Regions from separate parts of the Mus musculus genome. Here region 2 is linked to region 1. The links are chromatin contacts, called in public promoter capture Hi-C maps. All regions are on one chromosome and are shown on one strand. Each heading gives the region's core, a stretch centred on a gene start, on an enhancer-like site or on the middle of the called end of the contact. The rest is flanking DNA. Distances are from core to core; before and after follow the strand shown. Region 1 holds the start of Ndel1 (nudE neurodevelopment protein 1 like 1). Region 2 holds the start of Dhx33 (DEAH (Asp-Glu-Ala-His) box polypeptide 33).

Region 1 (6,220 bases), core at 2,654-5,153:
ACGGGTAGTTGTGAGCCACCTGATTTGGATGCTGAGAACAGAACTCAGGTCCCCTGGAAGGGCAGCAAGCGAGTGCTTCACTGGTGAGCTACCCCTATAGCCCACATTGATTGTTTGTCTATTAATTTATTTAGTTATTGGTTTATTTTGTGTGTGTTGTCATGGTACATATGTTGAGGTCAGAGGACAGCTTAAGGAGTTAGTTCTTTTCTCCCATCAAGTAGGACCCATGGATCAAAGTCAGCTGGTCATACATTGTAGGCTAGCAACTTTACTGGCTCAGCCATCTTGTTGGACCCCAGAGGCAGTGTTTGTAAGTTTGCTTTTAACTACGCAGCCCTCTATTTGTGTTCTGAATATCCAGGAAGGCTTCCTGGAGGAGCTACTTTGTGAATAAGACTAAAGAAGGCAGACCTAGCCTCAGAGGTAGTCACAGTGCATAGGGCAGTGAGAGTTGATAAGATAGTCCTCAAAAGGAAGGGAACTGTCCTGGGACAGGGGGTCTTAGTTACTGTCCTACTGATGTGAAGAGACACAATGACCAAGAAAACTTGCAGACGGAAACATTTAATTGTGGGGCTTGCTTATAATTTCAGAGGGCTAGTCTATGATTATGGTGGGAAGCATGACTGCAGGCAGACATGGCCAGAGGGCAGCTGAGAGCTTACATCTGATCCTCAGAATCAAGGCAGGAGGCAGAGAGAAAGATTAAGATTGGGTCTGGCATGTGCTTTTGAAACTCTAAAGCCTACTACCCCTGGTGACACATCTCCTTCAAGAAGCCCATGCCTCGTAATCCTCCCTAAACAGTCCACCAACTGGGAAACAAACATTCAAAGATAAGCACTCATGGGGCCATTCTCATTCAGACAACCACAACGGGACACAGTGGTGCATCTGGTTAGACTCAGGGGAACTTCTGGATGCAGACTGCCAGGGTGGGTTGGAGCGGCTGTGTGGGCTCTGATCCTTCATGGCAACAGTAGCAAGGAGACAAATCAAGTTTGGAAGCAGGGACGCTCTGTATACAGTGGAATTTTAGTGATATTATTCTCAAAGCAATGTAGAGACCGCTAGGGTGGAACAAGAAGTCGTTCAAGGGAGGGAGATTGGGGTGGAGATGAATAGGAGACAATAGATAAACAGGTAAGCAGGAGGGAGATGCAGGCAGAATAAAGTGGAAAAATGAATGAACTTGAGTTTGTAAGGGGAAAGTTGAGACTGTGTGGTGACCACACTGGTGAACTGAAAGCCAGGCAGGGGACCATTACAGGAGATTCGATGAAAAGTTTGTGTTTTCATGACTAGAACATAGCACAACTGAGAGCATGTAAATAATTCTAGAGAATTCAGTTGAAGCAGAAGGAAGATCTATTGGGGTTTAGGAAAGTGGGCATGAGGCAGGTTGTTAGATTACTGAGATCCCTCGATCTGATCTCCACCTTTAAGGATTAGCAAAAAAAAAACCATATCGATTAAAGGAGTATAGAAAATTAGATGGAAGTATTCCCCCCCCCCCCCCCCCGTGTGTGCGCGCGCACACACAGGCTTTGTTGTTTAAGTCCAGGTGTTCTTATGTAGAACTGTAGGCTGTCCTGGAACTTTCCAGGATTACGGGCGTGCACCAGCACACCCAGTGAGCCTTTGATTTTTGTGGTGTCTTATTTACCTGATCCCTAAGTTAAATATGTTCCATCTCCTCAGAGTTTCCGCAGCAGGTTTATATGCACTGCGTAACTGTGCTGGCTAGTCTTATGTCACCTTGACACACAAACTAGAGTTATCTGAAAGGAGGGAACCTCAACTGAGATCCAGCTGTAAAGAATGTTTTAATTAGTGATCAATGGGGGAGGATTGTGGTTGTTTTCATCCCTGGGCTGGTGGTCCTGGATTCTATAAGAGAGCAGGCTGAGCAAGCCATGGGAAGCAAGCCAGTAAGCAGTACTCTCCCTCCCCAATCCCCATGGCCTCTGCATCACCTGCAGCATCCAGGTTCCTGCCCTGTTTTGAGTTCCTATCCTGACTTCCTTTGGTGTTGAACAGTGATATGGAAGTGGAAGCTGAATAAACCCTTTCCTCAACAACTTGCTTTTCGGTCATGGTGTTTCATTGCAGCAGTAGAACCTTAGCTAAAATAATTGCCTTTTTTGAGTATGGGATGGGCCAAAGTCCAGCATTCTCACTAGCTGGAGTTTGGACCCAGATCTCTCTTTTAGTAGCTGATCACCCTTTACCCATCGGAAGGGTGGAACTTGATCTGTTTCTTGCATTTTGTAGCAGAGAAGATGTTGGGATATTTACACGTGTTCTCAGAGATTGTTACATTGAACTTTCTGGGTCAGTCCAAAAAGGACCTTGTACTGGAACCTATGGGAAGTGCCCTGGAATGCTTTACAAAGTTTGAAGGGTACAGCAGCTCTCACCTTTTCTTCTCTTACAATGCTAGTTTTATAACTTGTGCTTCCTTTTGAGACTGTCATCTTCTTTACTGATTTATTTCCCATGGATTTGGTGTAATGGAAGGAGGTCGGGCAGTTTGCTGACTCTAGGGTACTATTCCAGCCTCTGGGCCAACGAAGATCAGAGCAGGGCCTTTGGCTTCTGAGGGCTCTGCCAAGCTAAGCCCATTCATTAAGAAGGGGATGATGCCAGTCCTAGGGGCAGAGCAAATGGGAGGGGCAGCAGCCTGGGAGATGATGTCACTGTTTTCTGAAGGGCCTGGCCAGCCATTAGGTGACTCAGTGTGTTTCTTAGCACCTCAGCCAGGAGGCAGGACAGAAGCTGTGGCCTTTTTATCTTTTCCTGTTTGGGTGGGACGGTTCCTGTCTTGGCACCGGGTCTATAGGAAAGCCTTCATTAATCACTTCTCTGCCTTAAGTCTGATTAGATTGAGCAGAGTTTCAGGTAGGGAAGCCAGACTGAGTTTCAAAGCTGTTCCAGGCCACTGGCCTGTAAAGCAGACCTTTTTTTTTTTTTTTTTTGAGTCTTATGTTACAATATAGATCTAATGATTCCAGCTTCAAATGTTGTTGATGGTTAACAGTAGTGTATGGAAGGCACTTTAGCCCCACGGTCTAGCCTATGTTTCCCTTCTTGTCAGCGTAGTAGTGGATAACAGTGTAGCTTCTGAGTTTGAATTTGCGCTGTAGGTGAGTGACCTTGGGGAACTTCATCTTGCTATTTCTTACTTGTAAATGAGAGTGACGTGGGGTTACTGTGACAAAGCAATGCACCCCAGTGACTGGTACAACTACGGGCGCGACAAACCGCACAGTGAACTCATAATCTCTTTTTAAAAACCCTATATCCTTCATAGTGTAGTTCAAGACGCTCTAGACCCCAGTAATCTTCCTCTGCTCATCAGTTTGGGTTCTCCTTAAAAATCCATCTCGCACCGTTTTTTGTTTATATTGACCTTTCCCAACCGTATACGTGGGCTCACCTTGTCTTTCTTAGGCTCAGCATATGTCTTATGCTATGTTGTTTTGTCTTCAAACTTCAAAACCAATCCCAACAGCACTGAAATAACAATTACATTGAGCATGAGACAGCTAAAGTTCCTATAGTTGTTCCCCAAATGCCTTTTTTAAATTTAAGTTTCTAGTTCCAGGACAGTTGTGTATTTCTCCTGTCTCCTTCGTGAGCTAGTACTCTATACTGGCTTTATACTGGCTTCCCATTTTAGCCTAGGGAACTACTCTCCTGCGCAGCACAGCTTCCGGAGACAGCACAGGGCTAAAAAACCCACCTCCTTCGGGGGTCCGGGGCGGCGCCTGCGCAGGACGCTGTCGCAGATCTCACGTCAGCGCGCAAAGCCTAGGTCGGCTCCACGTGACTCTGGCCTCCCACCGCTCCGCCCCGCACGCCAGCCTGCTTCTGCGCATGCTCTTGACTCCGCCCCCGTGCGTCACAGAATGGCCTCCGACACCCAGGGAGCCCCTGACGTGTCGGGGAGGAGCCCGGTGCGGGGATACGCGGAGTGGAGCTCAGGGCTGCGGAAGGGAGCAGAGCTGAGCGGCTGGGCGGGCCTGGCCAGGCCAGCGGAGCAGAGACGTCGGCCGAGCGGCGGCGAACATGCGCTTTTGACACATTGGCGGTGAGCTCCCGTGCGACGCAGCCTCTGGGGTTCGAGCCAGGCGGGCAGCGCCGAGGCCTGCCCCGGGGGAGCCTGCCTGACCGCCGCCGGGCTGGGGCTCAGCCCGCTGGGCCAGGCCGGGCTTGGGTTCTGGGGCGGCCCGTACCGAGACAACTGTTCCAACCGCTTTAACTGTCCCCTCCTTACTGGCGGAGGTGTGGCCCACCGGGGGCACCTGCGGGAGAGCGAGTCCCGGGCTTCCAGAGGAGGGACGGAGGCCGGGACGTGGCACCGGGGGCTGAGGCGCTGACGGCTCGAGGAGTGGCCCAGTTGGGGTGGCGGAGGCGCGCCCAGCTTCTCGCTCCACCCATCCTTGATTCCCTGGAGCTGCCGGGGTGGTTAGGAGCCGGGCAGGATCTTGATTTCCCAGCGCCCCAGATGCGGGAGGCGAGAGCAGGAGCAGCCCGCGTTGGCAGAGACTGGCAGTCTCGTGACTGCCTGCCCCGAACTGCTAATCATCCTCTTTGGAGTTGGGGAAAGTCTCACTAACCAACCGACCCCGGTTGCTTGGATTCGCTTCTTATTTTTCTCTGAGAAACGATGAGGTGACTAACACTTTTAAGTTTAAGGCGAGTGAGGGTCCTTTTCATTACCCGGGCCCATTCCTGTAGCGTTTGTAAACATTTTAGAACATTTGCTGTTTGTACTTGCGACGGATACTGTAAGTCACTTTTTGCTGGATGGGGAAATTGAACCTAGGTACAGGAGGTTGGGGCAACTGAGTGATTTTTATTTGGGTTCCACTAACTGGTGAGAAGTTTAGCTTGGGTTACAATTTACCTTTCTAAGCTCAGGGTTCTGGTTTCTGTTTTCATGAGATTTTTTTTTTTTAACTTCTTCAGCCGGAAAGAGGACTGAACATTGGACTTGTTAAAGATAATACCAGAAGTTACTAGATGACTTATTTATTTTCGAGTAAATTGACCAAAAAAACCAAAAAAACCCCAAACCAAACAACAACAACAAACAAAAAACCCCCAAAAGCTCAGTTACTAGAAAAATCTTATCCTGAAGCTTGCTCATGAGTGGCTGGTTGTTAGTCTGAAAATTATGTTGCTTTCACTGCACTTAAGAGGTAGGGTAATGTCTGCCAAATCAGAAAGCTGAGAGGGCAAAGCTCATCATTAAGTTAAGGAGTCAAAAGAGACCAAAGGACACCCAGTTGGGGGTATCTCTTCTGAATTGTTGTTAAAATCTTAGAGTAGGAATACATAAAGAACAAAGAAAACCTTTAGCTCCAGTTAGAGACAAACTTAATCTTAGAAGAAGTTGCTAAATCTGCAGTGCCTTGGTTTTGAATTGAATTGAAGTTGGATCCAGAGCATTTGAAATAAAAAATAGACCTGAACATGCTTTTATGAGACCAACAAAATTTATTTTCATGCGTATTTTAAACCATGCTAAAATAGACTTGAGGATTGAGGACTTAAGTTAAAATTACTTTCTAGGCACTTCATAAGGGAGAGAAATAAGGCCTATTTCATTCTGCATATATGTTAATAGTCATGTAAAATTAATTTTCTTAGTGCTGTACAGAGTATCTTTGCCAGTAAGCTCTGTTAGATGATAACTGTTTAAAGTTTCAGTGAGCTAATTGTCAGTTGTTCACATCTAAAGGTCGTAGAGTGTGAGCATGTCTGCTGCAGAAGTTGTAATTGTACACTCACACTCCATGTGAGACCTAGAATTAAGGAAGATGGAGAGGAGCAGAAAGTCCTTGTCTGCTAGCCTTGCAGCTGTAGAAGATTGTAGATATGCCATTTGAGCACTTTTTAAATCAGTGAAAGATTTGACATTGGCTAACTTTCCCCACTTACGTAATCTCAAGCGACAGTGAGCCTCTCCGAGTACCTGGAGGCAAACTCCACACACACAGTTTTGAGATCACCTGCAAGGGTAGCACATTCGTTACTTGAACCTGGTTCTTAGAAGGATGAAGTTGATGAATAGGTGTAGGGATAAAGCTGGGTACTGCCAGGCGGGAAGCAACAGATACAGCGTGTGATGGGAGGGAAAGAACTTGTTTTAGTCTAGCGCATAAAGCTTGTTCCAGGAGAGACGTTAGGGATGCTTTTGTAATGAAAG
Region 2 (6,220 bases), core at 1,519-4,018, 2.2 Mb before region 1:
ATCATCTTTTGGAGGAATAATCAGAATATTCTTTTGAATGCTTAGTATGTGAGCTTCTCAATATGAAAGCCACTGAGCCACAAGAGAGTTTTTTGGAGGGGCAACAGATTTCAGACCGCCACTGAAGGGCAAGTGAGCAACATGCAGGGAAAGATTTAAGTTTCCAACTCTGATCATTTTACTGCTGAGTAAATGGGTTACCAGGAATGAGTTCCTTACAAAAGTGTTAGGTTTTATCTCCACCTTAAAAAAAAAAAACAAACAAACTCTGAGCCAATACTTTAAAAACACCAAAATTTTTGTTTTTCTTTTCTTGTTCTTAAAAAAAAAATGCTTGCATGATAACTGTTGCATATGATTAGTGAGTGCTTCTAGATAAGTGGACTTTGCGGGGGGGCGGGGGGGGGTGTCCGATGCCTCCAGAGGTAATAACACCACCAAGCCTAAAGACCAGATTTCAATCCCTAGGCCACCACATAGCAGGAGAGAAGCAACTGCCATGATTTGTTCTCTGACCTTCCCCCCGCTTCTCTCTTTCACTCACACACACACAATGTATGTTTTTTTAAAGAGGTGTTTTACTTACCAAGAGGTGATTTCACTCACTCAGATGGCCTATTTGGACTCCTGTAATTTATAATACTCCCACGTTGGGTTGCTTCGAATGTGCAGCTACCTATTATTTTGTTTACTCAAGGCCCATAACTTGACATAAGTTATTTTTCTTTTAAGGGTTTGCTTGCCTTCCTAAATCAACATGGGGGTGGGGGGAGGCGCGTGGAAAACATGTCAACTTATTCTTTGTAAGATTTGTTTTTACTATTTAAAATTACATGTACTTATATGTGTCTTTATATAGGTATGTGCACATAAGTTTGGGTTACCTTGAGGTTAGAGGTACGGGATCTTCTAGGGCAGGGGTTTCAGGAGATGGTGAGCTGCCTGGCATGGGTGTGAGGGAACAAATTTGAGTTCTCTCAACAGTGAGCATTCTTAACCCCAAGCCCTGTCTCCATTCCCAAGTCAGTACATTCTTCGTGTACATCCTAAACACACACATTTTTTAGTAACCCCTAGTGTACTGTCAGAAGCTAAATAAAAACTATAACTGGGATTTGGGGGTGTTTGTTTGCTTGTTTTTTTGCTTCTTAGATACATTTATTAAGGTCATATTGTAAATGTTATTTAGATAACTATACAGAGATGTTCCGTGTTCTCATCTAACAGTGTAAGTTTAGCTGACATGATTCATCTTGAATGGGCTGACTTAGTAAAAGATGAGAGTCATTAATCCCATTCCTACCCAAATTTCCTGGTAAACCTGCGTGTAGTAAAGTTTCACGGGGGACCCAGATATTCTTTAAAAGGCTTTAAAGCATCTCAACAGGACCAAAGCCACAGGCCATACCGGATTCCACAACAGACAGATTCACATCTGGGTTTTTTTTTTTTTTTTTTTTTACAAAACAAACAAAAAAAAAACAGGTCTGCATACCAAATTTGATGGATAGCCTTCACATGAGTTGAGAATTATAGAACGCCACATTCTGTATAAGAAACACAATCCGGGGGCTGGTGAGATGGCTCAGTGGGTAAGAGCACCCGACTGCTCTTCCAAAGGTTGGAAGTTCAAATCCCAGCAACCACATGGTGGCTCACAACCATCCAACCAATAAGATCTGACTCCCTCTTCTGGAGTGTCTGAGGACAGCTACAGTGTACTTACATATAATAAATAAATAAATAAATCTTTAAAAAAAAAAAAAAAAGAAACACAATCGGGGACAGCGAGGGCACTGAGAACCCTACGGGTTCCAAACACATGGAGGCTCAACTGGCTGTAACTCCAATTCCAGGGAATCCAACACCCTCTTCTGACCTCCATGTGAGCATTGCAAGCAAGTAGTGCAGGAACATACTCCCAAACAAAACGCCCACACCCTCCAAAGATGAAAAAGCAAAGGTAACCACCCATTCACTCTGTGCCTGTCTTTCTGTGTTGAATTAGCAAAGCATCTAAGAGCTTGTAATTGAACAGGAAGGAAGAACTGGTTATGTACAAGTTTTCTGCAGGAGTAGTGAATACTCGCACTGATTAAGGTGTATACAATAGGGCTGAAAAGCTGTGTAAAGATTGAAAATCTAGTAGGAATGACTGGGAGGTGAGTTAAGGCAATTTTAGTTCCACTCATTTTCTTTTTTATTTCTGCTTGTATTTTTTGAGCCTATCACTTTGTGGGGAAATTACATGATATCAGAATCATAGAATTCACCTTTCCGTAACTGAAGATACTCACTAGTAGCATTTTCAAAATTCTTTGCAGCATCCGAAATGACTTTAGTCTCAGAAAATTTCACTTTCTACATTTATAAATCGGAGCTACCAGTGGGTACCTTAAAACGTACATTGTTTAGAAGAGTAAATGTTTGTGTTCCTCGTTAGATTTACAGAAATAAGTAATTGCCTTAAAACGTGACTATTGTTGGAGCCCGAGATGGGACAGTCATTTTTATTGGATAGAAATGAGAGTTTAGGACAACGTCATTACGCAACAAGACCCTAGGGAACCACACAGCTATCGTCCCCTGTTGTTACTCGGGCCGTTTTTTCGGTCGCACCTCCGACCTTGCTCTCACAGGATGTAAATGCACAGCGCATGCTGGGAATTGCAGTTCCTTTCCTCAAGGCAGGAGGCGGCTGTGAGGTCATCGGTGGTCGCCCAGCACGCCTGCACGTGGCGAGAAAGGGGCGGTGCGCGCTTGCTGTCCCCAGCCGAGCGGAACTGTCTGCGTCCCTGCCTCCGGCCGCGGTCCTCCCGACATGCCGGAGGAGGCGAGCCTCCCGCCCGCTAAGAGATTCCGGCCGGGCTCCTGCCCTCCCGGGAGACGAGTAGTGATGCTGTTGACGGCTGGCGGCGGCGGCGGAGCTGGAGGAGGCCGGAGGCAGACGCCGCCGCTGGCCCAGCCTTCGGCCAGTCCCTACCGCGAGGCCCTGGAGCTGCAGCGCCGGAGTCTGCCCATCTTCCGGGCGCGGGGGCAGCTATTGGCTCAGCTCCGAAACCTGGACAACGCGGTCCTCATCGGTGAGTGGCGGCTTTGGTGGATCTTCCTTGCTCTAGATCCCTGGCTCTGTGCACGAGGGCGGGGTTTCTTAGGGGCTTCTCACTTTCTTTGCGTTGGTTTCTTCCACAAACTTGAAAGGGTTTCAGTGCCCGGTGTGGACAGGGACCTCTGGAAAGAGGCGGACAGAGTTACCCTGCCGGCGCTGACCGCGCTCTGTGAGTTTGAGGATATTCGCCTTCCGTGACGAGGCGTGGGGAGCATATCGGAGGCTCTCAGAGAGCTTTGCAGGATGGGCCTCACCAAGGCTTTTGAGGAGGCAGCTGCGGAGCGGGTCCCTGGGGACCGGCATTCTAAGCGAGGACGGAGAGACTGGCGCCAGAAAGAATTCAGTTGGCGAGAACCAATTTCTTGTGTACGAGAAGAACTTGGCAGTGTTCGAAGGCAGGGACTGACTTCTAGTGGCTTTGCTACAGTATTGACGATAGAGGAGTTCCCGAAGGAATGTCATAAGCGAGAAAGAGACTGGAGTACTGGCAGTCAGTGGAATAGAGTGCTAAGGAGGGAAGTTCCATAACAATATGTAGACATGGTGGGGCGTGGGAGTGCACGTTGGATATGTAGTATTGATTGCAACTCCCACTAAGAATTTTTTCAAAATAACTTTAAGAACAGATCTGGCGTTGGACTGAGGAGTAATTAGGAGGTGAAAGAATGAAGGCAGTGGAAACAGGTTTCTGCTTTGGCCAACCAAGGGAAGCTGAGGCACTTGTAAATAGTCACAGATTTTGGCGAACTGAGCAGAGAGGACACTGAAGATAGATAGAACTAATGGATCAAAGTTTAGGAAATTTCAGAGATGGGGGCGCAGTGCCGGGCATCAGGAGTTATGGAGAGCCCACCTGGCACAGGAGAAAGGCTGTCTCTTTTGAAGTCACATTTGAGAAGATCCAAGAGTTCTGAGGAAAACAAAAGTTCCAGAGCCTCAAGTAGGCTTTTGGGGAGATGGAGACGGAAGACAGGCTGCAAAAACAGGAACAAGATGGACTGTAAAGCTGATGCCCAGGTGAATTTTGTCCCTCTGTTTGTATGGCTGGCATATTCTATTTTAGCAATAGTCAGTTGCCCTGGAATAGGAGTGGGAAAGATGCACAAGAGGCATTGATCTATGTCTGAGGTTGTGTGGAGGGTTCAGTAGGAAAATGCAGGATAATCAGATTCTTGGTCTGAGAGCCTTGGCTAAGTCTGGAAAGGTGAGTGGTCAGAAGCAGGCCGGGAGCTGGAAGAAAATGTAAGACTCATGGACCTGTTAAAGAGGATAAGCCATGGCAAAGAAGGGTGTGCAAGTTTCCTGAGTTGTTCTAATCAGGTGCTTTTAGAGGTACCAACAGACATACACAGGAAACAGCCTTCATTGAGTGCTTGCTCTGTGCAGTGTTTAAGCCTATGAAGAGAGCGTCTGCCCTCTGGAATTAGGGCAGAAACATTTAAGTACTTCTGTACTGTTTGAACCAGGCGTGGTGGTGTACGCCTTTAATCCCAGCACTTGGGAGGCAGAGGCAGGGGGATTTCTGAGTTCGAGGCCAGCCTGGTCTACAGAGTGAGTTCCAGGACAGCAAGGACTATACAGAGAAACCCTGTCTTGAAAAACAAACAAAGAAAAAATACTTCTGTACTGTTTGGAATAATCAGTGCTAGGAGAGAGATGAAGCAGGCACTAAGGATCCTAGAGATGAGGCCCCCTGGTACAGCCCAGAGGGTGAGAGCTTGCAGGCTGACTCATCCTTGAACTTGCCAGTTAGTGAGGCAGGTAGGTATTGTACCCACAGTAGGGTATACAGAGGCAGAAGGTTTGACGAGAGCAGCAAGCAGCAGCCAGAGCAAAGGGCGAGCAGTCTATGAATGGACATCTCGTCGTATCAGTTTTTATCAAGCTATATGACTGTCGTATCTCATCTGTTGTAACTACACCAGTTACCTACCATTATACATGTTTCCAGTTTTGATTGGGGTTTTTGTTTTGTTTTTCATTTTGTTTTTGCTATCATGGGGCAAATTAAATTAAAACATGTTTGTTTTCTTAGACTCAATTTCGGCAAGTGGAATTTGGAGCCAAAGTATATGAACAGTTTGTTTGACAGTCTGTCTATTATGTAGCTCTGGCTGTCCTGGAACTGACTGTGTAGACCAAGCTGACCTAGAACTCAAAAAGATCCTCCTATCTCTGTCTGCTGTGATTAAGCGCACTTGTCACCATGTCCAGCCCATTCTAAAAGTGTTTGAAATGTGATTGGGCCTCCGGGGAAAGAGTGACAGTGACTGTTCGCCAGCCACCTCCCAGGTGCCCATTTGCCTGAGGCTTAGCAACTCAGTGTTTCCTTTTAAGATTTTGTTTTTCCTGACTGTGAGCTGTTGGTTTCCCTTAGTCTCATTTGAATAAGAGTTTCTCTTCTCTCCTAGGGGAAACTGGCTCTGGGAAAACAACTCAGATCCCACAGTACCTCTATGAAGGGGGAATTAGCCGCCAGGGCATCATCGCTGTGACCCAGCCCCGTCGAGTGGCTGCCATCTCTCTTGCCACCAGAGTCTCAGATGAGAAGAGGACAGAACTCGGGAAGCTGGTACCTCATTGTGTTACTTGCTATGAGTACTGTTTAAGTAGCCAGCACCCACTGTGCTCCAGCCTTTTATTTTTCCGAACAAGTTCTTTCTCTGCCTCCCCCTCCCACCCACATCGTTATGTTGACTCAGTATGTAGCACAAACTGGCCTGGTACCCTGAGTTCTCAGTCCTTCTGCCTTAGCCTTCTGCATGCTGCGATTGCAGGGTGTGCCACAATACCTAGTTGAGCAGCTTGCTTCTTTTAAGTAAATAAATAGCCACTGCTATTTAGGTTATGTATTAGTCAGGGTTCTCTAGAGTCACAGAACTTATGGACAGTCTCTAGATAGTAAAGGAATTTATTGATGACTTACAGTCGGCAGCCCAATTCCCAACAATGGTTCAGTCGCAGCTGTGAATGGAAGTCCAAGGATCTAGCAGTTACTCGGTCTCATGCAGCAAGCAGGCGAAGGAGCAAGAGCAAGAGCTAGACTCCCTTCTTCCAATGTCCTTATATTGTCTCCAGCAGAAGGTGTAGCCCAGATTAAAGGTGTGTTCC

The links. Promoter capture Hi-C pulls out the DNA fragments that hold promoters and counts their contacts.
Region 2: a contact with region 1 is called in a promoter capture Hi-C map of liver, with 6 times the contacts expected there. The contact joins the promoter of Dhx33 here to the promoter of Ndel1 in region 1. A contact is called at or near these places in 3 of 39 promoter capture datasets (liver and pre-B cells), 7 of 484 Hi-C or Micro-C datasets (B cells, CD4 T cells, CD8 T cells and 2 more), 3 of 115 datasets of contacts at active chromatin or transcription factors (double positive thymocytes, memory CD8 T cells and thymic regulatory T cells) and 2 of 9 other capture datasets (adipose tissue and liver).

The regions. Positions count from the first base shown.
Region 1 is chr11:68,850,818-68,857,037 of GRCm38.p6, reverse strand. It overlaps Ndel1 (nudE neurodevelopment protein 1 like 1), which reads left to right and starts at 3,903. Exons shown (of 9, transcript NM_023668.3): 1 at 3,903-4,096.
Region 2 is chr11:71,000,980-71,007,199 of GRCm38.p6, reverse strand. Dhx33 (DEAH (Asp-Glu-Ala-His) box polypeptide 33) reads left to right here and starts at 2,768. Exons shown (of 12, transcript NM_178367.4): 1 at 2,768-3,083; 2 at 5,521-5,681. The coding sequence starts at 2,822.